2 separate regions of the Gossypium hirsutum genome follow, and region 2 is linked to region 1. Evidence: chromatin contacts called from public Hi-C data. All regions are on one chromosome and are shown on one strand. Each heading gives the region's core, a stretch centred on a gene start, on an enhancer-like site or on the middle of the called end of the contact. The rest is flanking DNA. Distances are from core to core; before and after follow the strand shown.

Region 1 (6,925 bases), core at 2,904-5,403:
TATATTCAAAATAAATTGTCTCTTTATTTAAAAAAATGAAATATCCAAAATAATATAAAATATTATGTTAATAAAATAAAAATTAAGAAAAAAATAATTTTTAAAAATAAAAATTGATTATTATCCAACAACACAATTATATTCAATATTTAATTTTTATTAAACATAATAAATAATTTATAATGTGAATTCAATACTTGTAAAATTTTGTACCAGAAATCTTGTGCATAGATTTATTTATTTTTCTCATTTACAGTTTTGGAAAATCAAAATTTGTATTTTGATTCAAACTTAACAAAAATATTAATTTATTTCAACATATACCCGATTTGATTGCAATTAAGATTGATTAAAAATTGAAATATGAGGTAAAAGATTACAAGCGTTTGAGTTCAATTTAAAAAGAATTAGTTCTTTTTTTCATTTTAACTTTTTGAAATTATCTAAAGTTTTTCATTAAAGCATATATTATAGTTGATTGGGTTTGTTGACTAGATAGCTAGACATAGTTTAAAATTTCAATCCTATTTTGGCGCAAAAGTGATGAATTTATCTTACGGTGAATTTGGATTGGCAATATTTTTATTTGTGGTTAATATAAAAATAACTGTGATAATAAGATTAAATATTGTGATGTAAGATAAAAAGTAAGTTAAACGCACCGCACCGTACTGTCTCTATCAATTAAATTTTATTTTTTGATTCTGCCTTACTTCTTGTTGCTGGGTGTTTTTATCTCATGTTACATCATTTGTGTTTTGTGGTACTTTTTTATAGGTAGTTTTATTGTAAATTTTTAATGATAAATGTATCTTTTATTTCTATTTTATGGTTTATAAAAATTAACTTTTTTGAGGTTCCTGGATTCCCCTCTTAACATTGGTATATTTAGAATTTGGACCTAAATTCTCTATTAATATTGGTATATTTAGGATTTGGACCTAAATTCTCTCTTTAACAATGTAACTTAGGTTAATTTATTAGAATATGCTAAAAAAATTATTTTAGAAACTGTCTTGAAATTCTACAAATTTATTTAAATTCGTGCGTTTTCACCTACCCAAAATTTGTTTTTTTTCTTATGGTTGGAAATAATTAAAAGTTTGTAGATTTATTTTTATCCTTATTTGGGATAGACATTGTCATAGTTTTAAGGAATAAATCGGTAAATTTTAAAATTTTCAACCTACTTTCTCAATTGTCATTCTTTTTCAGCATATTTGTATAAATTAACCCCCAACAAATTTATTAAAATGGTTTGCTTTGTAACATAGCATATTGTGAGTTTAAAATTTACAATTATTTCTGGTACCTTTTCATTCATTTTTTTTCTCCATCGATTTGTTAGGTACAAAATTTTGACAAAGCAAAGAATTGATCCATTGAACTTATGAGTGTTTATTTGCATTGCAGGTTTTTAGGTTTGAACCAATTTGCCAAAAGGGACCAAGCTAGGGGCGTGCCAAAATAATTGATTGTAGAGTGATATTAAGCATACAAAAGGACACTTGAGAAGATGTTTTTAAATGGCGAATAGTATTATATGCCATGATTGGGTCTGTTTTAATAAAGTTTTAGGTGGTATTGATTATACTATTATTGAAAATCAGTTGTAATCAAATAGTCTTTTATCTTCAAAATCTAGGATTTAAAATAATAAAAAATATGTAAGCATGTTTAGTAAAGTCTTCGTCCATTTTAAAATTTTTGTTAAGTGTTTAAGTTTGGTGGCATCCTATATTCGAATCTAGTAAATCAGATCTGGTATAGGGTGTTACAATTTTATTAGTATCAAAGATTTTGGTTTAGTCGATCCTCTGGAAGTTAAGTGAGAGTTAGTCTTGTATGCATAATACATGGGACTTGGCTTAGTCCCTCAAGTAAGTTAAGGAATTTCGTATGGCGAATACTTTAGTATACTGTTAATATTAGGGTAAGTGTAACAGTTGGGAAGGAAAATAATGATTTCATTGATAACATAAGGAAGTTTATACAAACTGGGAAAAGAAAGTAAGTTCAAGACAGTTGGATTGAAGTTTTCCTCAAAAGATGTTTTTGTTGCTGTAGTGAAGCGGTATAGCGCAAAGCATGGGGCCAACTTCCATGTTACATCTTCAAGTGTAATTGTAAACTCATTGCACGAAAGATGAAATTTGTGCGTTTCGAGTCTTCATTTTTCCAACAAAACATTGATAAGTGCGAGCTCCAATTTGGTCCCCCTAAGCATACAATACACGTGCAACAATCCCACCTCTTCCAAGTGTTGTTCAATAATACGCGATGCCCTCGCACTTAAATTGTGTATATACGTCTCGATAATCTAATTTTTGGTCTAATTATATAAACATAAAAATTTTAAAAAAATTAATAATGTTAACAACTTAATAATTATATTAATTAAAAAATTAATAATATTTTCTTACCATTTGTAATTGGACGTCGAAAATGTGTTTGTCATCCAAACGAAAAAGAGGCATTGAAATTTTTAAGATTATAAAAATAAAATAAAATCAAAGAAATTATGAAATATAAAATTAAGACAAGAAGAATTTGAGAGAAATTAAATGAAAATGTTGAGAATAAAATAGTTGAGAGAATAAGGGTTATATATAAAATGAAATAGTCATTGGAGGTAAAAATGTAATTAGCCGTTTGAAATTTTAACTTGACCATTGGACTAAAACGGTTCCTGCATTTTTTATTTCTCTCTCCAAAATTGACTTATTTTCTTAAATTTAGGAAATATCAACTTAAATCCCTTGTTATGTTTAAAATTGAAAATTTTTACGTAATTAGCCCCAATTTTTTTCACCACCATGTTCTCAAAATAAAGAAGGGGACTTCAATTTTGGAGTTGTAAATCTTGATGTAAAATATAAAATATATATTTACGATTTGTTGGGTTTCAGTGAATGTGGCATCAAAAATAAAATGATTGCAACATTCTAGAATTTTCTAAAAATCATTTGAAGACTAAAGTATGCACCCTTTCATTATGTAACCAGATTGGATTTAAATCCACATCAAATCACGTGGGTCGGAATTAGATTTTTTTTGGGTCTTGGGTTAATTTTGCATTAGGTCCTTCATGATTTGTTAGTCTGCTTTAGTCCTCCATTCGTTTCAATTTCACTCAATTTATACTTCCTGGATTTTTTTTTTGAATTCAGTTAGGGTTGTCTATGTTTGAATTTTTTTTCCATTTTTATTTCATATGGTTCAAATTGGTGATTAATTATTTCATTAAAATTTTTAATGTAGTATAAAATCTATGCATCACACGGGAAAGAAAACTAATTTGTAAAATAAGTTGTTTCATTTTTGTATTTCTTGAAATATACAATTGAGAAGTTAGATTTAACGTATTGAATTAATCATAGATAAAGTAAACGAATAATATTTTTATTTATTTTTTGTATAATATAGTTTTTATTCTTTTGAAGCTAGAAATAAGGTATTAAAATAAAATAATAATTAAATTTTAATAATAAATAATTATTTTAGTTATATATAAATTAAAATTATGATTTATCGGTATAGATAGCATTATATATTTTAATAATAATTACTTACATTAGTTACACGGTTTAAAAATTAAATAAAAAAATAAATATCTATATTTACATGCAGTGTACATAAAATTTGAGACTAGTATATATAAAAAAATAAGTTTAGAAAATTTTTTGTACTGATGAAAATATTTTTTATTTTTTATCATATTATTAAATTCACATTTAAAAATAATTATAATATTTAAATTAAAATTATTAATTAAAAAGTTGAAATAAAATAGAAATTGTAATAATTATTCATTTAAAAATAACTATAATTTAATAGAATTTGTGATAATTGCACATTTAAAAATAATTAGGATTAGAATTAAAATTATTAGTTAAAAAGTTATGCTAATTTTAATATAGAGTTATTCCTTGAATAAAACACTAAGCATAAAATATAGAAAAAAAAAATTTGTGAATAATATAATTGTATTTGTAATTTACCATTATTAGTTAATTTTTTATGTAAACAAAAGTTTTGGTAATTTTGTTGATGTAAAATAGAGTTATTACTTGAATAGAATTCTAATCATATTAATTATTACTTAGTTAATATTAGAGTTAATTAATCTGCCGCTTTGGCACGCTCTATCTGTCCTTTTTGACACGCTTTAGTCTTGCTTCCTATTTGTTTCCTTTTGTTGTATTTTTCTTATATTTTTTCGGTTTGTTACTTTGATCTTCCGTTTGTAGTGGGTTGTTTTCGTTGTGTGGTGAGAAAGAGGCATTTTCTTTGCCAAACAAATCTGAAGCACAAAATGTTGTGTATAATTTCTGCTTGGTAGGGTGTTTTCTTATTGCTAGTGTGGTGCATTTCCCTGCGATGAGAAATACTATGGCCAACATTTGGCATCCTTTGGAGGGTGTGCAAATTTCTGATTTGGGGGAGAAACCCTTTCTTTTCAAGTTTTTCAATGAGGTAGATAATTCACGGGTTATCTCAGGTGCTCCTTGGACTTCCAATAATCACCTCCTGATTTTCCATAGGCTTGAGGAGAACGAAGACCCACCGGCTATTCCTTTGGTGTTTTCAGATTGTTGGATTCATGTCCACGAGTTGCCTCCGGGTTTCTTCCAGGATTCTATGGCAGTTCAGTATTGGCAAATTTCTTGAATATGACATGAAGCAGTTGTCTAATGGATATATGAATTATATACGCATTTAGGTTTCGGTTTGATGTTCGAATTCATCTAAAAAGAAGAAAGAAAATTAAGATTTTCGAGTCAAAATTCACTTATGCAAAATTTAAGTATGAAAAATTAACTTTATTTTGCTTTTTATGTGGATGTCTTGGTCATGGTAATAATTTTTGTTCGCTGAGGTTACAATATGGAATGCAGGAACTGGAGATGGGTTGGGATCTGTTTTTGAGAGCTCAAGGGAGGAAGGCTTCCATTGCTAATAGTATCTGGTTAAGGGGGGAAGGATATAATAGTTTTTTTTGGAAAGTCCCATTTTGGGCAATTTTCCAGCCAACAATCAAGTCATAATCAAAGGCTTGAATTAGGAGCTAATTTTATTTCCCCTTTTGGGATTAATTTGGAAGGGTCCAAATTTCCTGCTGTTTTGAATGATTATCAGCAAGGAAATAATTTTCGCAATAATGGGGATAAGGATTTGGATCTTGGAAAAAGCCAAATGTTTGGGCCTTCATTTTCTAGTGACGTTCAAAGGAAAGCACCAGGTGGGTTGGGCCGACCAAATGGGTTGTGAATTAGAGGAACAACCTTTTATTAATGAAGAAGGTAAAAAAAAGGCAGAGATTTAACGTGTTGATCTCAAATGTTTCTAATGCTCAGGATTTATTGGAGGTTGCTAGGGAGAACTCTTCTCATTATAATCAGATATCAGTGGCTGTCATTGGGCTAGCCGACCAAAAGCAATAAAAATACCGTGCTGTAATGTTTTCGGATTGGGGAGTCTGCGAACTGTAAAAAGACTTCAGTATATACTGAAGATTCATCATCCCCAACTTGTCTTATTTGTGGAGACAAAATTAAGTGCTAATAAAATAGAGGCAGTGAGGAGACGGTGTGGATTTTACAATGGTATTGATGTTTCAGCGAAAGGATCTCGAGGGGGCTTAAGTGTCGGGTGTAATGGGAATAACTTAGTCAATTTGCAGAGTTTCCCAAAAAATATCAATGTTTAAATTCAAGAAGATGATGCAACTTCTCGATGGCATTTCACCGGGTTTTATGGGGCTCCGGAGTTTAAGAATAAAGTGGAGACTTGGGAGTTACTTCAAAGGTTAGGGAGAAATAATTCACTTCCTTTATTGGTGGGTGGTGATTTCAATGATATTCTTTTTACTTATGAAAAACAAGGAGGATTGCTAAGGGAGGAGGCTTGGATGGAGGTTTTCCGCAGGACTTTGGATGCTTTTCAATTAGAAGATATTGGCTTTTTGAGAGCTTGGTTCACATGGGAAAGAGGGAGAACTATGGAAAGGAACATTAGGGAAAGACTTGATAGAGGAGTGGCCAGCGATGCTTGGCTTTAACTTTTCCCTAATTATTCGTTGAGGCATCTCCCACATTCTTTCTCGGACCATTTTCCTTTATTCATTGAAATAGAGAATGCTAGGATGGATAGAAGATCTATTCGGTTTCAATTTGAAGCCTAGTGGGTTTTGGAGGAGACGTGTAAGGATAAGATTAGGAAGTTATGGGAGGGTAGTTTTGGCTCCTTTCTTATTCGCATGACAACTCTTGCTGATAGTTTGAAAGCATGGGATAACAAAATTAAAAGTAAAGAAGGATGGAAAGTGAAGCGTTTGAATAGAAGATTGGAGGAGTTGAATTGTGAAGAGATATAATAGGAGAATTTGGGCAAGATTTTTGAGGTCAAACTTCACTTGAATATGAATTTGGATAAGGAGGAGAAATATTGGGAACAAAAGGCAAGAGCTAATTGGTTGAAAATAGGGGATAAGAATACCTCGTTTTTTCATAAATTTACTTCCCAAAGAAGACCAGCCAATCGTATCTAGGGATTGCAACGCAGGGATGGATCTCTTGCTATGGATGGAAGGGAGGTGGAAAGCATTGCCTGTGGGTACTTTTCTGACTTTTTTGAGTCTAGAGGAATAAGGGACTTGGAGCGCATTCTTTTTAAGGTCCATTTGTGTATTTCAGACAATGTGAATCAAAGATTAACAGCCACTTACAAGGAGGTTGAAATTATTGAGGCATTGAAAGGAATAGGACCTACTAAAGCGTCGAGTGCTGATGGTTTTCCAGTAATCTTTTACCAAAAATTCTGGCACATGATCGGTAAGGATGCTAGTGGTTTTTGTTTAAATATTCTTAATAATGGAAATTCTTTGGAGGATATTAACAAAACCCAATTGGTGCTATTCCCAAAG
Region 2 (6,521 bases), core at 2,369-4,868, 160 kb after region 1:
CATAGTGTACACTAATTTAATAATATAAATAATCAAAGATGAATGAGATCAATAATAACAATGATACTGATACCAAAGTATGCACATAAATGGACTACCAACTTAAAGAATAAAGGCAAAGAAATAAATAAAATAAATACATAAATAATATAAGAGAAAATAATTTATAAAAATACTAAAAATAAAGAACCAAATTAAAATATAAATAAAATCAAAGATACAATTTGTAATAAAATAAATAAATGAAATAATAAGAATAATAATAATACAAGTAAAACAATAATCTAATTTTTACAATATTGAATAAATAAACAAGTAAGAATTGATAAAAAAATTAATTAAAAATTGAAATTTAGCAAATAAACAGATAAATGAAGTAATATTAAATAAAATAGTTAAAATAATAATAATAATAATAATAATATAATAACAATAAAATATTTTTTTAAAATTATATAAGAGGACATAAATAAATAAATAACAAAGTGATATAAATAAATAAATGTATTATATAAAATAGGTAAAATAATATAAATAGAAGTATAACCATAATATTAATAATATATTAAATTATTAATTTAATAAAATAGCGAAAGTAACAAAAAAGGACTAAAATAAAATGCGCTGTAACTAATGAAGGCTAAATAAGAAGTTAGCCCATCCCCAAGACACGTGTCCTTTCCTCTGTGGATCCACGAATTTGAGGATTAAATTGAAACACGAAAATAATCAATGGCCGAAATTTAAAAAAAAAAGGTGAAAAAGGACTAAACTAAAACAGACTGAAAATGCAGAAAGGCTAGAGGCGCAAATAGACCATGAGCTAGAAAACACGCAGATCCTAATTGAAGCGGGTCAGGTCGACCCGTTTCACTCCAAAACGACGTCGTTTAGTGTGAGTAGGCACTAAGTCAAAACGGTGTCATTTTATATATGTTATATAAGCCCCAAATTTTTTAAAATCTTCATTTCAGCCCTTCTCTTAAAAAAATAAAAAATAAAGCTCTCAACTCTTTCCCCCTTTCCTCATTCCGGCTGAACTTCGGTCACCGAACCACCGTGGCGGCCACCGATCGCCGGCGACGGTGTCGCCGTCCACGGTGGCCGAAAAAATTGAAAAAGGTCATTTTTTTGGCTTTTCGATTCCTCGAGCCCAAAAATGCTGTCTTTCATCAGAGACGACGACCTCGGCCACTCCACGACAGCGCAAATGAAACAAAAGGGGTAAGTTTTGATTCTTTTTTTCTTATTTTCTTTAAAAACTAGTAGAAATATATGTAAAAGAGAAGAAAAATATGTAAAAAAAAACAAAAGACCACATTTAATTTTTCTTCTATTGAACATTGTGTTTTCTTTTTGTATTTCGATTTCTCTGTAAAAAAAAATACTATGTCTTTTGGGGTGGTTTCTTATAGCCGATTACAATTTTTTTTGTTCTTTTTTTGCTTTCATTTTTTGCTATTTTCTTGCTGTCTCTGTTTGTTGTCCTTGTTTGTCTTGTTTGCAGGTACGGAGGCTATAGGTGGTGGCGATATGGAGGGGTGGTGTACGGAGGGTCGTACATGGGGGTGGAGCTCGAGGTTGAAGAGAGTTAGAGAGGTTAGGGTTTTCTTGTTTGGTTTAAGTATTGGGTTGATTTGGGCTAGGGTTAGAATTGAGCTATGTTTTTATTTTTTTGTTGGGGTTTGTAAAATTTGGACTTGGACTTTTAATTTGGGTTTAATTTTATTTTGTTTTTGTTATGGTTTTTTGTCTGGGCCCGGGCGAATTGGGCCTATTACATCGACAACATTTCAACATGAAATTTTCCAGCTTTTCACCTTCAATATTTCAAATATTCAAAAGCAAAAAGAAGAGTACAACTAATCAATTAAAATTTTTGAACATAATTCAAGGTATATGTTCAACCGAACATTCATGTTAACTCATAATCAATAATGTATTAAGTAGAAAATAAAAACATGATTAGCATGCATGCTATCTGCATACAACAACCGTTCAACTTCCATCTCCTACTAGCCTTACCAATTTCACCATTTGACAGAACAATAAGGAAAAGAAGAAGGGTGTGAGAATCTCACCAGAAAATCCAACTGAAACTACTCTGAAGCCGTGCCTTTCCCTTTCTTACTGCTGCTTCCAGCTTCTCCCTGAGCTGTACACAACAAAAGAAAACACATTCCGCAGCCCTGTATTTCTACTAGAACACTTCATGAATTTATTAGCCTTGGACATGCAAGAACTCAGCTGCAAGAGGGACCTTCGGTCAAGTTTAAAACCAACCTCTCCAAAGTCCCATTCCCACCAGTGGTCTAGAGGCAAAGACGAGTCGAGGGATTTACCTATTTTTCTTCCTAAAATCAGCTCCTAATGAGCCCAGTTTGACCATGAAACAGTTTAACCACCCACTTCTCTTTCTTCAAACAGTTAGCAAAGATGAGCATAAGGAAAGAAAATCAAAATGTTTAAGTCTTTTTCTCTTTCTATCTTTCGTCCAGCCACAACTAGAGCTGATCATGGGCTGGGCGGCCCGGCCCGGCCCGAAGGCCCGCCCGAAAAATGAGAGGGTTTGGGTAAAAATATAGGCCCGAAAAATGGGCTTGGGCAAAAAAACGAGGCCCGTTTAGAAAACGGGCCGGGCCTCGGGTAAGATTTTTTGGCCCGGGCCTGGCCCGAATTATATATTTATATATATATTTATTTTATTTTTAATTATTTTAAATTTTTAATATAACCATTTTTTATTATATTATTAATTTGTGTATTGTTTTAAGAATTGTTTTAGTATTATTTTTATTTGTTTTAATATTTGTTTTTATGTTTTTAAATATATTTGATTTATTATATTTTTAATTTTTTTATTTAATGAAATAAAAAAAAGTAATATGGGCCGGGCCGGGCCTGGCTCAGGCTTAGTAATTTTATTTCGGGCCGGGCTTGGACAAAATTTTAGGCCCATATTTCGAGTCGGGCAGAGCCTGAGTCTAGTAGACGGGCCTAAAAATTTATATGGGCTTGGCCCGAACCTGGCCCGACCCGACCCATGATCACCTCTAGCCACAACCATTCACAACTTCAATTTCTCCTCTCTCCCTTCTTTCTCACCGTCCCATCCCTTTTTCCCAAAAAAAAACCATTTTTATTAAAATTATATGACAATATCTAAATGTTAGTGGGAACAATCATTGACCAATTTCCCATGTTTACAATCGACCATCCAACCAAAAGTCACACACACCCTATACCCATTAGTTAACATTATAAAATATTAAGCATAATGATTAACACCACCATCATCTAATTATCTAGTTTCATTTGAAAAGAAACATTTGTAAAGCTTAGCTATGTAGATAACTGGCGCTACTAGCCCAACCACCAAACCAAAATACCCTCCTCAGCCAAGGTTGTGAATTGAAATAAAATGAATGTCTTTGGAGTTATTAAATTTACAAAAGAAAAATAATACTTAACCCTCCATCTTGTATTGAAATGATATATTTACCATTTTAATCCTTAATTAAATTATCTTAAAACTTACAATTTAAAAAAATTATTTTTTTAAACAAATTGTAATAGGAAAATAATCTCATAAAATATTTTTGGTATTTTAGGGGGTTTGGTTCAGTAAAATATTTTGAGTCAACTGAAAAAGAAGACTTTATCCCATTACGCAAGGAGAAGTGGAAGACCAAATCTCTCACTTTATCCAAATGTTCACTCTCTCACCTCCACTCATCTCGTAAAAGGACTCCATCATAGGCAAATTTTCTGTTTCTCCATGATCTTGGATTTGATAGCTTTCATACACTAAAACAATACACAGAAAGCCTAGATAACCAGAAGGTTAATTAATTTTTCTGTTTTTTTTTTCGTTTTTTAAATTTAGGTTTGAATTTTCCTATCTTTATAGTTGGGACTATTTTATTTAGGAATTTGGTGTTTGGATCATGTGAACAAGGTGGGTTTTTTTATTTTTTATTTTATTTTCTGGTGGATTTTATTGCAACCTCAGTTTCTATTTGGTTGGTTAAAAAGGGGAAAAATAACAAATAGAAAATATGAAAGGTATTTTCTAGTTTGAGGTGAAAAAAGCACCTCTTTGAATTGTTAGCTGCGCAATGAAGATTTTGATTTTCAGATGAGGGTTATGTACTTGTATGAACTCTGTTTGAGATTAATGATGTGAGTTTTTGGTTGATATATTTTAGAACTCAGTTGTTTTGATTAATACTTTGTTATCTGTTTATCTAATATTGAGAGGGACACTCGAGAATTAGATGAAATCTTGCAATTCTTGGAAAAATAGTGATGATTTTGATAATTGAATATTAGTTTCTTTAACCTTCCTTACGTGTCTTGCAAATGTTTTAATATGAAAGTGAAGTTAAACTGTAGATTTTTCATTTTACTTTAGTGGAAAAGTTTCAGTATTGTTAACAAATATGTGTCATTTTTATAGATATGTACAAGAACCAACTGCAAAAGTTGGCTCAAAGAAGTTGCTTTAAACTGGTGTCTAATTCTTGCATCCGAGAAGAACCTAAATTTTTAATGCAGCTTGTTACACCAGGATACAATGCTTTTATTAAATTTGAAATAATTTGTTCTCTTCATCTTGCCACTGAATTTTTCTTGGAATCTCTACCCTCTGTAACATACTTCTCAATGATTGTCTTTTAAGTGAGAATGTCCTATATATTTCTCATGCATATAAAAACTCATGTTTAGTACCAAATGTAATAGCTTAAATGCAAGAACAAACATGAAAAAGTGATTGGTTTTTCCATATTCAGTTCAATAAATCTTATGGTCACTTCCAAGGTATTTTCATTGATTCCCACTTCGGGACTTCCAAACTGAAGGGCCGACCCCGTTTGAGAAAGGCAGGCGACCGAGTCAATATCTTTATTGTTCCCTTTGTCGTTGTTCGATTGTTTTGCAACTTACAAGTATATATAAAAGATTGGGGAAGGGAAGGTATCAAAACTCACAAGCTTATAACCAGACAAAAAAAAGAGAAAGATGCAGGGCCATGTCTCACAGGACACTCCGGTTGGTGTTCCGGCAGCTTTAATATGGGATGTATACCGTGGTCTGGAACTGGGGAGGCTTGTGGATAAACTAGCACCGGAGGTTCTTGGAAGGGTAGAATTCGTAGAAGGTGATGGAGGCGTTGGAACCATTGCCAAACTCACACTTCCACCAGGTACGTACTTGATACATTGATAGTTTTTGGTTAGAAATAGTAAGTGATTCTATTTTGCAATAAAATGTGAATTTCATTGTAGGAAGCCCTGGAAGGGGTTACATGAAAGAAAGATTCACAAAGATTGATGATGAAAATCGAGTTAAAGAAACAGAAGTGCTTGAAGGAGGATACAAAGATCTTGGATTCGATGTGGTTCGTATTCGGTTAGAGATAGTGGAGAAAGATTCAGAATCATGTATGGTGAGGTCAACTATAGAGTATGAAGGAGACGAGAAGCTTGCTGATGTTGTTTCCCATGTCAACGTTAAGCCACTGGAAATGATGGCTGAAATTATTGGGACACATCTCTGCCAAAACAAATCCACTCTCTAGGACTTTCTTTTTCCATGTTCCAATCCAATTACTTCGTTTCATTGCTCATTTCTCATGCATATCCAAGATATGAGGGATATATGTCCGTTTTACAGCGAATGTTTGAGGTTCATAGTTGTACTTTTAACAATGTTATCTTCAAAATTCGAGTATATATTCTCTCTTTAAACATAATACAATGTGACTTAATTGATAGTTTGATGTTTAAATATAGTTTGATGTGACATACTCTATAATTTAAATATGTGACTTAATTATAAAACATTTTACTTTCTTTTTCCTAGCTTTGCCCCCAAATTAAACTAACTTTTTAAGAGAACTAAAAAAAAATTAACTTTTAAGAGAAAGCAAAGGGATACTCAATTTCCCTTAAATTATTAAGTCTATCCAAACAAACAAAAATCCCCTGCCTTCGCATTGTGCCCCGCCACCCTACCTCGTCTTTAAAATTTTGACACATCAATTTTTTTTCTTTAAACATTGATTTATTATGGGTTCAAATATGCTAAAATCCCTGTATTCTTTTGAAATTTAACATTTAATTCTTACACTTTAATTTTGAGATATTGGGTCCCTATATTTTTTTTATTTAAAAATCTTGGTCCCTCACCTAATTTTGCCATTAAAGTTAATGGTGTCAAAGGCAAAATAACTTTTTTAGCCTTTAATATTTACAATTTTTTTTTGTCAATTTGGTCCTTCCCTTTAAAAGTAGTTAAAAAAAATTTAAATTAAAATTTTCATATTTTAAATAAAAACATAAAAATTTAAAAATTATAATTTTAAAGGATTAAAAATTATGAAAAAAATATAAAAATGATTTTAAAATATAAAAAATCCAAGATTCAATGATATTTAAATTGGACTAAACTGGCCAGTCAGATCGGGAAATAGTTGGGGTATCGATTCCATGAGAGTAAAAAAACTAGTTGACTTGTGA

Evidence for each region. Hi-C and Micro-C count contacts between places; a contact is called where the count stands out from the background.
Region 2: a Hi-C map of leaf shows a contact between it and region 1, with 3 times the contacts expected there. The contact joins the promoter of LOC107934609 here to the promoter of LOC107934615 in region 1. A contact is called at or near these places in 3 of 34 Hi-C or Micro-C datasets (callus and leaf).

Annotation. Positions count from the first base shown.
Region 1 is chrA02:102,679,761-102,686,685 of Gossypium_hirsutum_v2.1, forward strand. It overlaps LOC107934615, which reads left to right and starts at 4,154. Exons shown (of 4, transcript XR_005903693.1): 1 at 4,154-6,833.
Region 2 is chrA02:102,840,731-102,847,251 of Gossypium_hirsutum_v2.1, forward strand. It overlaps LOC107934609 (norbelladine synthase), which reads left to right and starts at 3,619. Exons shown (of 3, transcript XM_016867087.2): 1 at 3,619-3,843; 2 at 4,863-5,206; 3 at 5,289-5,790. The coding sequence starts at 5,023. The coding sequence ends at 5,581.